Linked DNA regions of Mus musculus: region 2 is linked to region 1. The links are chromatin contacts, called in public promoter capture Hi-C maps. All regions are on one chromosome and are shown on one strand. The core of a region is the stretch at or near the end of the contact, and the rest is flanking DNA. Distances in the headings are between cores, read along the strand shown. Region 1 overlaps Ryr1 (ryanodine receptor 1, skeletal muscle). Region 2 holds the start of Yif1b (Yip1 interacting factor homolog B (S. cerevisiae)).

Evidence for each region. Promoter capture Hi-C pulls out the DNA fragments that hold promoters and counts their contacts.
Region 2: a contact with region 1 is called in a promoter capture Hi-C map of hippocampal neurons, with 3 times the contacts expected there. The contact joins the promoter of Yif1b here to the enhancer-like site in region 1. A contact is called at or near these places in 9 of 39 promoter capture datasets (the C10 cell line, the HPC-7 cell line, cranial neural crest and 6 more), 3 of 484 Hi-C or Micro-C datasets (bone marrow-derived macrophages, embryonic stem cells and frontal cortex), 9 of 115 datasets of contacts at active chromatin or transcription factors (acute myeloid leukemia, bone marrow-derived dendritic cells, embryonic basal ganglia and 2 more) and 3 of 9 other capture datasets (adipose tissue, liver and pancreatic islet).

The regions. Positions count from the first base shown.
Region 1 is chr7:29,075,700-29,078,505 of GRCm38.p6, forward strand. It overlaps Ryr1 (ryanodine receptor 1, skeletal muscle), which reads right to left. Exons shown (of 106, transcript NM_009109.2): 40 at 1,324-1,438; 41 at 1,102-1,234; 42 at 471-565. Among named protein-coding and RNA genes, the nearest start is that of Gm26604, 5.5 kb to the left of the region's middle. Within about 2 kb of position 1,467, at least 8 of the 459 cell types and tissues checked have an H3K27ac peak or open chromatin away from gene starts, as enhancers often do. A contact at or near this core is called in hippocampal neurons, where this site is marked.
Region 2 is chr7:29,236,976-29,239,781 of GRCm38.p6, forward strand. Yif1b (Yip1 interacting factor homolog B (S. cerevisiae)) reads left to right here and starts at 1,348. Exons shown (of 8, transcript NM_001110201.1): 1 at 1,348-1,461. The coding sequence starts at 1,416.

The DNA.
Region 1 (2,806 bases), core at 217-2,716:
TGCAGGAGCTCACTATGAATATCAGGCTGGCTTCAGACTCACAGACTCACGCCTGCCTCTGCCTCAGAGTGCTGGAACTGACGGCACGAGCCACCAGGCCTGGCTTATAAATGCTTAAAAATCATGATCGCATATTCCCTGAACAGATTAAGTGACAGAGGTCAAAAGAAGCCGTCTCTTTCCCAGGCCACTCAACAAGGAGTGGAACTACTGACTAGTGTCTGAACTCCAAAGGCTCTGTAGCCCTACTCCTCTATGATAACCAGGGCCACCCGGATGGGAGCGTAGCCCATAGACCTGCTCCCAGCCCCTCTTCTGCAGAGTAAAGGAGCCACTGGCTGCTGGCTGCTCCTTGCAAGTCAGCCCCTTTCTGATTGGGCCCTGGGATGGCCAGCATCAGTCTGAACAGGGTGCTCAGAGCCAGCATGTGCCCACACAGTTGGGCGTGACCAGGTCTCCTCCGGCCACACCTTTTCCAGGTCTTGCTCTTGTAATGCCAAGGCTAGCTCGTTGTTGTCAATGACAGAAGCAGCAGCTACATCCAAGGGTGTGGAGCCCTGCATGCCTGTGGAGACAAAGAGCAGTTAGAGTTTCCCACTCCTTTTTAAAAAAAAACTATTTAAGTGCATCTCTCTCTGTGTGTGTATGTGTGTGTGTGTGTGTGTGTGATGCAGGTAAACGTAGAAGCCAGAAGAGGACACCAGATCCTTTAGGGCTGGAGGTGACTGTGAGTCACATAAACTGAGTTCTGGGATCTGAACTCTGGTCCTTCTGATAGAGCAATAAGCACCCTTAGCCAGTGAGTAATCTCTCCAGCCCCTCTCAACTCCTGACTGTGTCTCCTCCTCTGGGAAGTCCTTCCTGACCACCCCCTTTGCAAAATGTACTAAGTGCCTCTGCTGGTCTGAGCTTTTCCAATCCCAACGCTCGGGGCTCTGGGTTGGGCTGAACTTTATTCTTTGTCTGCTCTGTGAACTGTGGGTCAGTCAAGGTTGTCTGAGCCACTGTTTCCTAGGTTTGGGTTTTATGCTGTTTTTGAGAAAGAGTCTCAGGGTAGCCCAGGTTGGCTTTGAACTTGTTATGTAGCTGAGGATAGCTCACCCAGGCCAATGCCGCTGTTCTCCAGCAGGTAGCTCAGGTGGTCAAACATGGAGCGCTGGTTCTGCCGGCTGATTCGGCAGAAGTAGCAGAGGAAGCGGCAGCAGCTTGTCACCATCTTGGGGAAGCGGATCTCCTGCAGGGAGCAGACAGGGAGGACCAGTGGTGAGTGCCTGCTCTCTGTGTCCCCCTCCCTGAGCCGACACATCCATCCAGGCCCCTCACCTTTGACTCGCCGCCCCCAAGGACGTTCACCATAACCTCCATGACTGTTTCATGCATACCCAGCGCTCTCATCAGGTTTGGGTGTTGGTAGAAGACTTTGTTATTCATGATGTTCCTGTGAACAGACAGGACATGTGGGGTAAGCGCAGCCTGGGGGCGGGGCAGACATCCAGGGAGATTCATGGTCACCATGGTGACAACAGTCTGCACTCTCTAGGCGCCTTTTGCAGATTTAAATTCATCCATCCTTTTTTGTTTGTCTCTTTTGTTTTAGTTAGGTTTTGAGACAAGGTCTCCCTCTGGTACCCGAGGCTAGCCTGAAACTATGTAGCCCAGGGTGGCTTAACATTCACAGTAATCCTCCCTTTCCAGCCTTCCAAGTGCTGAGATGACAGGTATGAGCTACCATCTTGCTCTTTGAAGAATCATGATTACATCCACTCTGGGAGGCAGGAGTTATACTTATGGGATCTCACAGACACAGAAAATGAGGTCTGGATCCAAGGCAGGCTCCCCTAAGGTAGATGCTGCCTGCAGCATTCCCAAATGTCTGTGTGGGCCCGGCATACAGTAGGAACTTAAATGGCTGAGTTGCATTTGACTCAATGCTCAATCCTATCACGATGTAGCATTATTTAAAACAATTTTTAAAAATTATTTCTACTTATGTGTGTCATGTATACCATGCACACGGAGGAACTAGAGTTATGGGTAGATGCGAGCTGCCTGATGTGGGTGCTGGGAATCGAACCCTGGTCCTCTGGAAGAACAGTAAGTGCTTTTAACCACTGAACCAATCTCTCCAGTGCTCCCCCTTTAGAATTTATTTGTTTCTTTGTTTGTGTGTATGTGGGGGAGGTCCATGCATCCCACAGAAAACTTCCTGGAGTTCTTCCACCACGTGGGTCCTGGGGATAGAACTCAGGTCTTCAGGTTTGGCGGCAATCACCTCTACCCACTGAACCATCTCACCAGCCCAATTATTGATATTTATTATTATTCTAACACAGGGTCTCGCTATGTATCCCAGGCTGGTCTAAAACTTCCTATGTAGCCCACAATGGCCTGGAACTCAAGATCCTCCTGCCTCAGCTTTCTGAGTGCTAAGGTGACAGGCCTGAGATGCCACCCCAAATCTGCTAGCTTGTTACTCTAAGCACAGGTCCCTGAAGCCCCACGGCCTCTCTAAAGGGGAGGCATTGTCCTTCCCTTTGTTACAGCAGAGGACTTTAAGCTCAGAAACAGCAGATGTGCCAAGAGTCACAGTGACCAGGATCTTCTGAGGAGGGTTAACCATTAGGACAAAGGGACATCATGGCGGTACAGCGTGTGGGCGTGGGCATGGGGGGGGGGAAGGGCAGTACAGCACGTGGGCGTGGGCAGGGGGGGCAGTACAGCACGTGGGCGTGGGCAGGGGGGGCAGTACAGCACGTGGGCGTGGGCGGAGGGGGGCAGTACAGCGTGGGCGGGCAGCCAGGCCAGG
Region 2 (2,806 bases), core at 98-2,597, 160 kb after region 1:
CTCAAATCAAAAGAGGTAGGGGCATACTAAGGAAGAGAAAAAGAGACACTGAGGGACACACAGGAGGAAGTTAGTTTTCAGGGTTCTATGCTCAAAGTTGTGCTTGTGTGCATTCAACTGTGAGGGCTGTATGCACCTCTGGTGGACAGAAAGCTTGAAGGAAAAGAGCCATGTGAGAACATTTTTATGAACTTCTGGGAAATTGCCTAAAGGTACCTTCGAAGAAAGTTACCAGTTCTTCTGAACTAATATGCTGAGGGCCTCTTTTTCAATCTTTTTTTTTTTTTTAAAGATTTTATTTATAGTAAGTACACTGTAGCTATCTTCAGACACACCAGAAGAGGGAGTCAGATCTTGTTACGGATGGTTGTGAGCCACCATGTGGTTGCTGGGATTTGAACTCTGGACCTTCGGAAGAGCAGTCAGGTGCTCTTACCCACTGAGCCATCTCACCAGCCCCAATCTTTTTTTTTTTTTTTTTTTGTAAGACTAGAGCTCACTATGTTCAAAGCCAGTACTCGTGACTTTTTTTTTTAAAGATTTATTTATTATGATACATAAGTACACTGTAGCTGACTTCAAACGCAGCAGAAGAGGGCGTCAGATCTCATTACAGTTGGTTGTGAGCCACCATGTGGTTGCTGGGATTTGAACTCAGGACCTTTGGAAGGACAGTCAGTGCTCTTACCCGCTGAGCCATCTCACCAGCCCACTCATGACTTTCTTTTTCAGCTTCCTCAGTATTGGGAATACAGAAGTGATCCACTAAGCTAAACTTTGTTTCTCAGCCTAAATGGGCCCTGGTGCCGCATTCCTTTAATCCTGAGCCAGACAGATCTCTGTGAGTTCCAGGCCAGCCTGGTCTACAGAGTGAGTTCCAAATCAGCTAAGGCTACACAGAGAAACCCTGTCTCGAAAAAAACCAACCAACCAACCAAATAAATAAATAAATAAATAATAAAAATGAGTGCTGCGTCTGTGTAAACGATAGATGAGCCGGCATAACTGCAATAATCCATCATTCTCCCCGCCTTTCACGCTTCTTCAGCCTCCCTGTGCTCTCAGTTAACTAAATCGAGTGCCTGCCTGTAAAGAACTACATTTTCCGTCGACTTCGGGCTCAACAATAGGAACGTTTCCTTCCTGCCTGAAGTCTTCTCCTCCTAGATCGCACCAAGCTCCGCCCTGCTGCCGCTAAGGTACGGCCTCTTCCCTTACGTCATTGGCCTCAGTTCCCGCCTCTTATGTAAGCCGACGCCCACTCAACCAGGCTGCACCCCCTCCAGAGGGTGTGGCTTTCTTGCGCTATCGTGAGACCTATTGGGTCTCTCGATACTACTGGGGCGTGGCTACGGGAACCGGGCGGGCCCATTCCAAACTGCGGCTGTGGCGTTCTCGGCCGTGGCATCTAAAGCATGCACGCGACAGGTTTGGCGGCGCCGGCGGGGACGCCCCGGCTGCGTAAGTGGCGTACGTGGCTGGCTGAGGAGATCGGGCGGGCGAGGGGTGTGGCGGGGCCGTCGCGGCGGTTGGCGAGGTCACTCCAGGTCGGACGGAGGTCACGAGATCCCGGACCTGGAGTTTCTAGGTGTGCACAGCCCAGGGATGCCAAGTCCGGGTAGGGGGCGCATCGCGGGTAGGTTCTTTAAAAAAAATTCCTTTAAAAGAAAGCAAGTTGGAGGAAAATGTAGTGCGGTGTTCAGAGAAACGCTACTTCCATTCATTTGCAGTCAGCGATTTGACCTCCTGTGCTACCCACCTTTCCGAGACTCTTCAGTGCTTAGGAACTGTCACCCACGCTCCACAGTACGGCCCCTGGGCACTCCCTGTGCGGACAGGGCCATATTTACATCCCATTTAAGAACACAACCAGTACTTATTGTCCTGCTAACCTCCTTTTTCCAGCTTCGTTAACCTCTTTTCCCAGATGTAAATTTGAATTCCTCTTGGTCTCTCAATATCTATGTCCTGTTTGTTTCATTTATTCATCTAACATAACTTGCTCCTGTGAACCCTGTGCCAGGCCCTGGGCTGGAATTTGGGTACACACTAGTAACCACCAAAGCCCTGGTCCTTGCTTTCTTACAGCTAGAGTTCAGGAGGAAGATAGACACTTTCCAAGGAAGGAAACTTGTCGGTCAACTAGAGTAGTAAGAACCAGTGTGTGTGGTGTGTGTGTGTGTGTGTGTGTGTGTGTGTGTGTAGTCCTGATTGTGACTAGGGTTTGAGGAGGCTCCATTTACCCCTTCACTCCTTAGTGTCTGGCCGGCCTGTGATATGTGACCAGCTAGCATTTATTCCTGTCATAAAGCTGCCAGTACAGAGCAATGGAACTGCTGTGATAGAAGCATGGGGGAGGGTTCATGGTGCACACCTGTAACCCTAGCACTTGGGAGTCGACTTTGAATGCCTGCCTGGGCAACATGTGTTTAAAGTAAACAGTGTGAGAAGTCAGGGGTGGATTCCCAGAGATGGCTCCAGTAAGGGCACTTGCCACCAAGCCTGACTACCTGAGATGGATCTATGGTGGACGGACACACACACACACACAAAGATGAGTTAGTTCCTTTTAATAGAGTGCTGGACAGATGATGTAGAGTGCACAGGCAGATAGGTTGGGGCTGGGATGGAGATGTGGAACTCAGTTGTTGACTGGAAGTATCCTTGAGTCCTTGAAGAGGGCATGCCTAATGATGAAAGACCTAAGGGATTCCTGGAGAGAAAGGCTGTGCCAACAAGATACACAATTGAGTTGATGCTGAGGAGGGAAATCAGGAGCCTGGCCATTATGAGAAGCGACAGTGAG